Linked DNA regions of Gossypium hirsutum: all the other regions are linked to region 1. The links are chromatin contacts, called in public Hi-C maps. All regions are on one chromosome and are shown on one strand. Each heading gives the region's core, a stretch centred on a gene start, on an enhancer-like site or on the middle of the called end of the contact. The rest is flanking DNA. Distances are from core to core; before and after follow the strand shown. Region 1 holds the start of LOC107892245. Region 2 holds the start of LOC107892312 (pentatricopeptide repeat-containing protein At4g20770). Region 3 holds the start of LOC107957674.

Region 1 (3,920 bases), core at 382-2,881:
GGGTAATCTAAAACCAACTAGTAAGATCATGTATTTCCATCCAATTAATACGAAAACCTAATCCCTTATGTATTCACACGTATTAATAAATGCTTCATGTTTGGCCATTATTTTAACTTATGCAAAGTTTCGTGAGAAGTTACTTAACTAGAATGATCTTGAGTGTATAACTATAAACTCAACATCTATCATAACATGTACTATGAATGAATTGTCGGGGGACAATCTCAACAAATAACATGTATGACTAGTTGTCCTGTTAAATGAAATCTCCTAAGTGAAATCCACATGATAATACCTACCTCAAGGTCGGCAAATTATCATGTCATCACAAGAGACCATTGATGGAAACCATAGATCTTATTTAGGGACCTTCTCCCACTCAATCTTTTAAAAAATATGCAAGATTTTTATTTCTAGTTTCAATCATAAATGTTTAATATGTCATAAGAAGTACATGCAACATTTTTTCCTTAAGCTATATGACATGCTTATAGTAATATGCATGAACATTCTTTACATAAAAGTAGAAAACAAATTGACTCTGACCAGCCAAAAGTTTTCATGATTTCATCCTTAAAAAATAGATAAAAAGATTTACTATTATCATCCCAAAGAATTTTTTGGAAAATTTTAATTTTGAAGTTTTTTAATGTATTTTTAATATTTTTATTTTATTTTTAAAATTTTTATGTATTTTTAAAATTAGGATCAAATTGGCATAATGTGTGAACATTAATTTTTTTTTAGAATTAGGACTAAATTGATAGAATGTGTAAAATGTTAAGAGGTTAAATTTATAATTATACCCGGCCATGTCAATATTTCGTCTAGTGACCAAAGACATTTTAACAATGGAGTGACTAAAAATTATAATTGATCTAATGAGAGTTGTTAAATTAACAATAAATATTCAATGAACAAAATAAAAACTTATTAAAACTCGGGCGATTATCTTAGTAGCTTACCTAAAAGCCAAAAGCAAAGTCATGAGAAGAAATCAACACATTAAAACCACACTGTACTTTTCCCTTGAAAAACAATTTTTGTATGACTACTATAGAGATATCAATGAGCGGGGCCAAGTAGAGTCCCGGTTCCAAAAATTTTTCAAATCTAAGTTTATTTTTGGTTTGGTTTGGTTCCCTCAAAAAATTTATTTTACTAAAATATTAAAAAATAATCTATTTTACTAAAATATTAAAAAATAATTTATGTTATATATTTTAATTAAATTGAATTGATCCACCCAAAATATAAAAATATTTATTTAAACCCAACCCAAATTGAACTGGGGTTATCGAGTTGGGCGGGCTACCATGGAAAGCTCTAGACAATTGGTGGGTGTAAAACAAAGAATCCATTTAGGTAGAAAATATATTGTTTTTTTCCAATAGGAAAAGAAAAAGAAAGATGATTACATGCTTGGGGCAGTGCCGAAAAGTGGGATTTTAGTGGATGACTACTAAGTTAAGGTTGTGATGGGAAATGTTCAGAAATGATATGGGGTTAAATGTGCTGAATGATTATGCTATGGGCTCCTCTACTTTCCAAGCCCATCTTTCTCACATAGCATACCCTATAAGTGAGCCCCTATTTCATGGAATCTAATTTTAATTTCATTCTTCCTTATAAATCAAACCAGCAAAACAATTTACATGTTCATATTTTTATTTTATTTTTTTAATTATTTTTCATAAAAATAAAGAAGAAGAATAAGATAAAAAAGAAAATATGTTTTTTTTTCATTTTAATCTTTTTTAATTAAACTTCCTAATTTTAGAATTTATGGCAAAGCTATGACTTTGGAACAGGAACAGGAGACTTTTGTCTGGTGTGACATCATTGTAAGGTACAATGATTCACTCTCTTTTTTTTCTTACATCTCCTAAAAGTAGTAATTCAAAAATAAACCCCAAAAATAAATGTTACTGCAAATCCTTACAAATTTTCATTTTCGACACGATCGTAATCTAAACGTTGTTGTAGTAACAATAATGTGATGCCCCCATCGCTTTCACTTCTCATTAGCCTCCCTCTCTTTACCTTTTTCTTCATTCACTTTCTCTTTGTCTCATTTCCTTTTTCCCCATTTTATTCTACACAATACTGCTCAAAACAGCTTAGGGTTTCTTTTGTTTTTCCTTGACATAAAATCCCCAGATTTCTTCATAATCCAGTTCAGATTGGGCTCTTTCTCAAGGTACCCTCTTTTTCTCTCTTCATTTTGATTCATGGGTTTTCCTTTTTCTTTTCTTTTTTAATTTTCAAAAATTTCTTTTTGGATTATGGTTTCTGTTATTAGCTGATTTAGAGATAAGATGATGAACTTTCCTAATTTTTTTTAGTTTGGGTATTTCTCCCTTTTTGATATTTTAGAGTAATTTTCTTTTCTGGGTAATTGCTATTTTTGATGGGAAGTTCGATCTTTTATTTTTTTCAGTTTTGCACGTATCATTTTTTTGGGGACCATTGACGTATTTGAAGTGGGAGGGACAAGATTATCATTTCCTTCTATGATGTTTTAGGAGTTTGAAGTTGAGAATTTTTTTTTTTTGACCAATGATTGATTATGCAGTTAGATTTGCATACTGTTGGGAACATAATCTTAGGTTTGAAAGTGTTGCACATAATTATACTACTTCATGTTTATTTGCAATCTTTACACTTTTGAGATACTTCTTCAGAAATTCTTTCTGGTTTTGTTGCCAACAATGACACTTGTCTGCATTGCTCTGTGATTTTCAATCTCTATTATTGCCTTTTGGAAATAATCTTGATTTCACCTGTTTATAACTATGGAAAAGTGCAACTTGTTTGTTCTAGGATTCTTCAAACAAAAACGCATCTAAAAAGAGAAAGGGTATAAGAGAGTCTAACAATGTGCAAAAGATGTGAAAAAAAAACTTGGCAAATTGTGGCTCCATTTATATAAAGGCCAAAAATAAAAAAATTGTGAAGCTTGTATAATCAACAACATTTTCTTTGTACTTGTCTCAGTGATTCACATTGCATTCTTTCTGTTGTACTACTTACGTATTGTCTTTCCTATTGAATGTGAATGTTTAGATATATTATTTGGTGAACTTATGAGAGATGGTCACTTTTAAAAAATGCCTTATTAATATTATATTCTTTGCCTAGTTATCCTAAAATTCATTTTGTTGGTTATTATATTATTGTTTATTTTTCCTTCTTTTTTTTGTTATTTCTCTATTCTTATTTTGTGATCTATAGCAATTCGGTTGTTTTTTTCTTCATCTGAATAAGACCATAATATTATGGTGAGTCACTAATTACATTGCTCAAATGGATTATTTCAGCCAGGAAAAGCCGAGTTTTAAGGAATCCTAGTTCAAGAGGCTTATTGGAGTTGAAAGTTGCTTAAGTGCATTCTTGTTTACCATTATTATTCCTCAAAAGATGGGAATGTGATATGCCTTATGCTTTGGTTCAAGTCTAGGGTGGATAACTGTGGGCTTCAATAATTTCTTTGGTTTAATTTTGTTGAGATTTGACCATGCCTGGTTCCTGATAAGCGTGTGGAGTTTCATACTTTGATGAAAATCTTAAACTAGATTACTGAACAACCTTAGTGTGCCAACAGAAAATAGCTAATACGGGTGCGCTTTGTTGTGTGGCCGCTGGGCCACATGGAACAAAATCACCCACTAACGGAAGGGACTGTTCCATGGATCGTAATGAACCACATTGGAGGACAAATACTAGTTTTTCTCCTCCTCCATTGAGGATATGGGACTGTAGGTTACACTCAGATGGTTTGTCACATGGGTCGCATGCTGCTGGTTTACACGGTTCATCGCTGTCTTCAAATAGCAGAGGTAGCAGAAGCAAGGTAGGCAGTGAAGGGTACATCAATCATCACCACTCTGTTTCTGATGGTGCACTCTCTTATTCTG
Region 2 (3,920 bases), core at 1,049-3,548, 220 kb before region 1:
CTCCGCTTAATTACGACAAATTTACTCTTAGACAGGGTCTTTTCCTCCTCTGAATAAGAGCATTAACTTGAATCAATATCCTGGAATATTAAAGCAAGAATTAAGAACATATAATTAAGAACAAGTCAAATATTTATCGTACAATTCAGATAATAATAACAAAATCTATCTTAGGTTTCATTCTCCTTAGGTATTTAGGGGGTTTAGTTCATAATTATAAATGAAAACATCTCAAAGAATAAAGATAACAAAACATAAAGAAAACTCAAAAACCCCTGAATAGAAATTGAAGGGAGATCTTCAGTCTTGATGATGAATCCGGCTTTTGAGATGGATCAAATCGGCTTCCCTTGAGTAATTCCTTGCCTCCTACTCCGTGTGTCTCTTCTAAGTGCCTCCTCAGGTGTTTAAATAGGCTTTTGAATACCTAAGAGCTCTCAAAAGTGGCCTTTTCCGAATAGGACTATACTTGGGCTTGACAAGGACACGCCCGTGTGCGATTGCTCCAGCCCGTGGTCAAGGCTATTAAATAGGCACGGACGTGTAGTCTACCCGTGTAAGTCGTGCTTCGATCTTGCCAAATGGACATCGCCGTGTGGCTTACCCGTGTGAGGAAGTCCAGGCCGTGTTGATTTCCCATTTGGGTCCATTTTCTCCATTTTCGGCCTGTTTCTTGCTCTTTTTACTCTCCTATACTCACCTAAGTATAAAATATAAAATTAAAGAATTAGGAGCATAGAATTCACCAAATCTAAAGAGAAACCATCCATAAATGTGCTAAGCATGGGATAGAAATATGTATAAATTACAGTTTATCAATTCAATATAAATATTAAATAAAATACATTAAATTATAAATAAGGATTAAAAATGTTTATTTTCTCAAATGCAAAAGTTAAAAAAATATTACTTTTGCTTTTAGATTCAAAAGCAATTTTAGTTTTAAAAGTTGTCTATTTAACATCACTTATAAATCTAAAGGCACATTTTAAAAATAACGAGAAACAATACTAAAGCAAACTTGTTACTATCTATGAGGAAATTAAACATCAATTTTTTTTAACAAATTATTTTCTAAATCATACTTCTAGCCGTAAATCAATAGATAAAATAATTTTCTAAACCATTTACATTTCTATTTGCAAACTATTTACATATATATTATAGGTCGATGATATGAACTCAATTAGAGGTATTTATGGTTGGGTCGAGTTCAGTTCTAGATTAAGTATAATGGTAACACACTTTATATTTATTCAAGTTCAACTCGACCAAAAATATGGACCTAAATTTTTGTATAACCTTGTCCATATTTATAAATAGTTAAACCAATGTAATTTTAAGTTATTTTTAATTTAATATGTAATAAATTTATATATTTTATTTATTAAAATTTGATATACAATCATTTTAATATTTATAAATATTTACACTATAGTAGTAGACATTTAATTTGAGAAAATTACAATAGAAGTCACCTAACTATAGTCAAATTTATTTTTTAGTCACCTAATTATAAAAAGTTTTAAATTGGCCACCAAACTTTTTGGGTTAATCTCTTTTCGTCTTTTTCTATTAATTGCTGATAAGACTTGGACAGGAGGATGACATGGTGGTTTTAAAATTGGTATAATTATAATTTAGTCCTTAACAATTACATATTTTATCAATTTGATCTTAATTCTAATAAAATCAACAAATTTAATCCTCAACTTTTACGTATTATATCGATTTATTCATAATTTTATGTTAATATACAAAAAATTTATTTTATATTAATATTAAATAAAAAATTATATTAATATTTAAAAAAATACATTTTTCCTTCCCCTTCCTCCTACCCCTCCCCCAGGGACGGTGGAGGAGAGGGAGGGGACAATGGGAGGGAGAAGAGGGATTTTTTTAAATATTAATATAATTATTTTTATTTAATATGAATATAAAATAATTTTAAATATATCAATATAAATATTATGATTAAATTGATATAATATGTAAAAGTTAAATGCTAAATTTATTAATTTTATTAAAATTAAGATCAAATTTATAAAATATATAATCATTAAAAACTAAATGTGTTATTATATCAATTTTAAACTCAGCCACTTCATAAGTCTTAAAACAAGTAACAGAAAATGACCCAAAAATAATAATAAAATGGATGACAAAAAAATGATAAGCTCTACTGAACAAAAAGAAAACTCCGACCAACTTAAAACTTTTTTAAAATTGACCAAAAAAAAAAAACAACAATTGGGTTACTTCACTTAAAAAATTAGGGTAGACCAGACCAGGCCTGAGCCTTAAATGAAAGGGCGGAGCCCTATATTTTAAACCAGGCTAAATTTTTTCTCCAAACTCGGAACTCGGGCGGTAGCCCGGCCATGAAACACAAGATACCCCGCCGCCAAACAAGCTTCTCACCTCTATAGTCCACTACTGTCCCGGCCTCCTTCAGTGACTTGACCAAAAGCCCTCTCCTTCCGACGGACAAGGAAATTAAATGAGGTCATTTTTTACAGCCTAAACTTCACTTACAACATTTCTTCTGCTCGAGTCATGAGATATTGTCTGCTCTCTTAGTGGTGGTGCGAACTGGCTGCTGCTCCACCGCTATTTGAAACCATTTTTCCGCGCTGCACATCCGAGCCTCGACTCTGGATTTTAGGTACACAACTACACATCCTTTCGACTTTGTTTGATGTTCGGCTTTCACTTATGTGCATATGATTGATTTCATTTTATTGGAGCTCCATAGCTGATAAGGTAGAATAGAATTGACTAACCCAATTTATCTTGACATCATTTGTTTTTTGAATTGGTGTTTACCAGTCTGCAAGAAATACAGCCAAGTAGGAAGCAAAAGCAACATGAAGGGCATAGCTAACCTTTTGCAAACATGCATAGACAACAAATCTCTTCTGCTAGGCAAAGTCCTCCATGCTTACATTCTTCGCACCAACCTTTTAAGCAATACTTTCCTATGCAACCGTCTCATTGAACTCTATTCCAAATGCAACGACCCAGCATATGCTCATTGTACATTCCACAATACCCCTCAGAAGGACATTTATTCCTGGAACGCCGTTTTGAGTTTCTATTGCAAAACTGGGAACTTAACTTTTGCCCGTAAAGTGTTCGAACAAATGCCTGAAAGAAACGTTGTTTCCTGGAACAACCTGATTAGTGTAATGTTAAAAAATGGGTACCAGGAAAAAGCTTTGGATGTTTATAAGCTTATGGTTTTGGAAGGTTTTTTGCCCACCCATATTACTTTTGCTAGCGTTTTAAGTGCCTGTGGAAGTGTTTTTGATTTGCAGCTTGGGAAGAGATGTCATGGTCTTGTCATTAAGATTGGTCTTGATAAGAATATCTTTGTCTGTAATGGGTTATTGTCTGTTTATGCTAAATGTGGGGTTATGAGGGAAGCTGTTCAAATTTTTGCCGACATTGATGAACCTAATGAGGTTACATTTACTTCAATGATGGGTGGGTTAGGAAGGATTGACGGGGTCGTTGAGGCTTTGGAGATGTTTAGAATGATGTCTCGGAAAGGGGTTCGGATTGATTCCATTTCATTGTCTGCTGTTTTGAGTGTTTGTGCAAAGGGGGGAGAGTATGATGAATTTGGCTGTTACGAAAATGGAGATAGATTATTACGTAATGTTGTACTTGGAGAACAAATACATGGTCTTGCATTTAAGCTTGGATTTGAACGTGATCTTTATTTGAGCAACTCATTGCTTGATATGTATGCTAAGAATGGGATTATGAAGAGTGCTGAGATGGTTTTCCACACTTTGGGAAAACCCAGTGTTGTGTCCTGGAATATAATGATTGCTGGATATGGCCAGAAAGGAAATAGTGGGAAAGCTATTGAGTGTTTTCAAAGAATGCAGTTTAGTGGTTTTAAACCTGAT
Region 3 (3,920 bases), core at 504-3,003, 180 kb before region 1:
GTGAGAGCAGTTGCTTCTCTGAATAGAATCAGGAAGCTGACTCTTCCGACCATATTTCGACTGAAGAACACGAACCCATAAAGCATTTTTTTGGAGATAAGATTAAACCCTATTTTCACAAGAAAAGAAATATTCTGATCTTGAAGATGCCAAAACCCAAGTCCTCCATGAGATCTAGGCTGACAAATGGATTCCTATCCTAACAGAGCAGTCTTATGTTGTTCATTAGAGCCCCCCGAGATAAACTGTCTTACAATCTTTTCAATCTCTTTGCAAACCCCTTTTGGAACTAACAAAGACTGCATAAAATAACTAGGAATAGCTAGAAGGACAGATTGAGCAAATGTAACACGTCCCGCAAAGGATAACTTCCTGGCTTCCTAATTATGCAGTTTACCCCTCACTTTTTCAACAACAAAATTCAGGGTACTTTTAGTAACTCGATCATGGAGGACAGACACCCCCAAATAGATCCCTAAATTAGGGACCTCTCGAAATCCGAAGAGCTGACTAATCTGATCACTTGAACTATTATCAACACATTTGGAGAAATATATTTTGCTCTTCCTGGCACTGACCTTGTGTCCAGAAAAGTTGCAGAATTGGTTAAGGTTTTCTTTTAATAATAGGGCTTGATCCATCTCCACTTTACCAAAAATGACAAGATCATCAGCAAAAAAGAAATGAGATAAAGACGGTCCTGACCTAGATAACCGAATCAGTTTCCACCTCCTAGTTGTGATTTCTGAACGAATTAAATGCCCTAACCATTCCATGCAGAAAATGAAAAGATAAGGCGATAAAGGACATCCCTGTCTAATCCCTCTCACCGGCTTAAAAGACTGAAACGAAACTCCATCCCAAAAAATTTTCATATTTGATGAAGAAATAGCGCCCATAATAACCTTCCTAAGAACCTCGAGGATCCCAGCAACAACAAGGGACACATCAATAAGCTCCCAGCTAATTCTATCGTAGGCTTTCTCCAGGTCAAACTTAATTGCCATCAATTTTTTGCCCGTTTTCCTACTGCACATCGAATGTATGTCTTCTTGCGGTATAATGATATTGTCAGAAATGTTGCGACCAGAAATAAACCCCGCTTGTTCGGGTGTTATGTAATTAGGAAAGACCACTTTGAATCTGTTGGCGATCACCTTCATTACCAACTTATACAAAACTGAGCAAAGACTAATTGGTCAAAATTCGCTGAATCCGGACGATCCTTTTTAGGAATAAGAGCGATTAATGTGTTGTTAAGATCATCTTCCATTTTATTACCAGCGAAGACTCCTTGAAGCCACTCACAAACCGCTCCTCCTACTAAATCCCACTAACTTTGGAAGAAAAGCGCATGATACCCGTGACTTCTGGGAGCCTTCAACGGAGCCATGTCAAAAAGGGCCTTCTTGATCTCATCATTCAAAATTGGCTTATTAAGGAAATCAAAATTCTGATCTGTGATACGAGGAAAGATATTCAAGGGAGGTGCACTCATGGGAGTAGGGATCTCACCATATAGCTTCTCAAAAAATCTGGCAGCCTCAACACTGAGAATACTCTGATCCGAGCACCACTTTCCACTACTTATGCGTAAGGCTAAAATACGATTAGATTTCCTCCGTTGCATCGTACGATTATGAAAATACTGGGTATTACGATCCCCAAACTGTAGCCAATCACACCTAGCCTTTTGTATCCATAGCAATTCCTCATGGTTCAGTACAGTTTCCAATTCACCGCGAATCTCCATCTCCTCTTCAGCAAGCCTACTAGAGGAAGACTAGTCCATGGCCTTTTGAATGCACCCAAGCGATCTCATAAGCTGTCTCTTTCACGATCCTATAAACCATATACGGACCTATTCCAATCCTTGACGTGTGAGGTAAATTCAGATAGAGAAGTAGCCATGTTACCTGAATAACGCCACTTTTTAGAGACCAATTCTTTAAAATTCGTATACTTAGTTCAACCTGCGAGAAAACGAAATGGTCTCCCTTTTAGAAAACTGAGTGCAGGGTTTGTTTTAATAAGAATTGGTCTATGATCTGACTTGATGCGTGGAAGATGATAAACTAGAGTATGCGGGAAGGTTGAAATCCAAGGATCATTTGCTAAAGCTCGATCAATTCGTTCATGCGTGTTCCCTCTTTGCCAGGTGAATAAAGGTCCTATGAATCCAAGATCCTGCAAATTACAAGAATCAACAAAATTTCCAAATAAATTACACCTCTTACCTGTAGAGCGATCACTTTTTTTATCCTTAGGCGAGAGGACAACGTTGAAATCCCCCAAAATCATCTAGGGTGCAGGATCAGGAGGTAACACTTCCATTAAGCCAGCCCAAAGTGATTTCCTCTTGACTCTGTCAGGGCTACCATAAACAACAAAGATAAAAAAAGAAATAAAAACGTTATTTCCCTGAACATGAAAAAGCATGAATTAAGGATGATTGTGAATAACATTAATATAAATATTATCCTTCCATCCAACCCAGATACCACCTGAAAATCCAATAGATTCAATACGGTGAGAAAAATCAAAACCCAATTTATCTATAATGACATTAGCTTTTTTACCACTAACTCTCGATTCGAAAAGACATACAATATCCGGTTTATGCTCAAAATTATACTCACGAAAAGCTTGGAGAAATTTACTGCTCGTATAGCCTTGACAATCCCAAGAAAATATTGATAAATTTAAATCCATAAAAAACAATATAATAGTGATAATAAAGTAACCTCAAACATAAAAATCATTCAAGAATTTTATTACCAGAGTCTGGTACAATGTCTGCCGAATCCACACTTCTTAATATGGAAATAGTCTGAGTCAACCTAGTCATGGAAACACTTAAAGGAGTTTTAGGAGCATTTTTATTTTTAAAATTATTCCCTTTCCCATGTGTGAATTTATTAATCTTTTTAGAAGGTCTAAAACCCCCCTCTTTACCTCCTAACAATTTCCCTATGTTTCGACTCTTATTGTTGCCAGAAATTGACACCTTCGTCTTCCTCGAACTATCACCATCTGCTGGTCTTATTTCCTTAAAGGATACAGCAGAGTGCCTATTAGGATTTAACCCACTAGATGAGTCAAGAACCTGAACTTCAATTGGTTCTGGCACCATAGAGACAGATTTGGGCTGCATAGTTTCATCATTTCCTTCATTCTGCTCCTGCCCAACAAAGAACGGATTAAAATAAGATAGGGTCATAGATGTTAAGCTAGATGAATTAGAAATTATTTTAGAACTATCTGCACTAAGCAAAGCAATATTATCAATATTTCCCGAGAGAGTCGAAAGTCCCCCTATTTCTTTATTTTGCTGTCCAGGCTTTTTGAAAGGTGTATCCATCACTCTCATGGGCTGGTTCAAGGCACTACTTGGTGGGTCAATAACAGCCTTAGAAAGAAATAGGTTAGCCGCTCCAAAAGCAGCAGCAGATCCATTAAAACCACCCACTGACCCATCAACATTTGGACTATCCTCTTGCGGTTTCAAAGGCCCAACACCTCCTGAAACTCCCCCCATCTGTTTACTTTCCTTAGCTTTAGAGAATCCTCGATTTTTGAGCCTCAAAATTTCCACAAATTCACCAGCCTTCAAAGTTTCCTCAAGTTCAACCGTCTGTTATTCTCTTCCTTTATTAGTTCCAGCTTCCAAATCAATGGTTTCCATATTCTTCAAAGTATCAAATCGGGACCCTGATTTTGATTTTCCCTTTGAATCCGCTTTGCTGATATTCGCATTCTTGGGATTGCTCCTGGATCTTTTCTCGATCACCATCCAAAGTCTATACATGGTGCCACCACCTTCGCAGGACTGCTTTTCCGGAACGACAGTGTCTTGGATCTTCTCCGATGTAACCTCCGGTTGCATCACTGTGCACAATTCTTTGGTATGACCATATTTC

Evidence for each region. Hi-C and Micro-C count contacts between places; a contact is called where the count stands out from the background.
Region 2: a contact with region 1 is called in a Hi-C map of leaf, with 3 times the contacts expected there. The contact joins the promoter of LOC107892312 here to the promoter of LOC107892245 in region 1. A contact is called at or near these places in 2 of 34 Hi-C or Micro-C datasets (both in leaf).
Region 3: a Hi-C map of leaf shows a contact between it and region 1, with 2.0 times the contacts expected there. The contact joins the promoter of LOC107957674 here to the promoter of LOC107892245 in region 1. A contact is called at or near these places in 18 of 34 Hi-C or Micro-C datasets (anther, callus, hypocotyl and 3 more).

The regions. Positions count from the first base shown.
Region 1 is chrA11:100,880,372-100,884,291 of Gossypium_hirsutum_v2.1, reverse strand. LOC107892245 reads left to right here and starts at 1,631. Exons shown (of 4, transcript XM_016817271.2): 1 at 1,631-2,203; 2 at 3,324-3,920. The coding sequence starts at 3,692.
Region 2 is chrA11:101,098,047-101,101,966 of Gossypium_hirsutum_v2.1, reverse strand. LOC107892312 (pentatricopeptide repeat-containing protein At4g20770) reads left to right here and starts at 2,298. Exons shown (of 6, transcript XM_041081935.1): 1 at 2,298-2,668; 2 at 2,833-3,920. The coding sequence starts at 2,871.
Region 3 is chrA11:101,060,633-101,064,552 of Gossypium_hirsutum_v2.1, reverse strand. It overlaps LOC107957674, which reads right to left and starts at 1,753. Exons shown (of 5, transcript XM_016893225.1): 1 at 1,339-1,753; 2 at 489-1,180; 3 at 255-380; 4 at 1-60. The coding sequence starts at 1,753.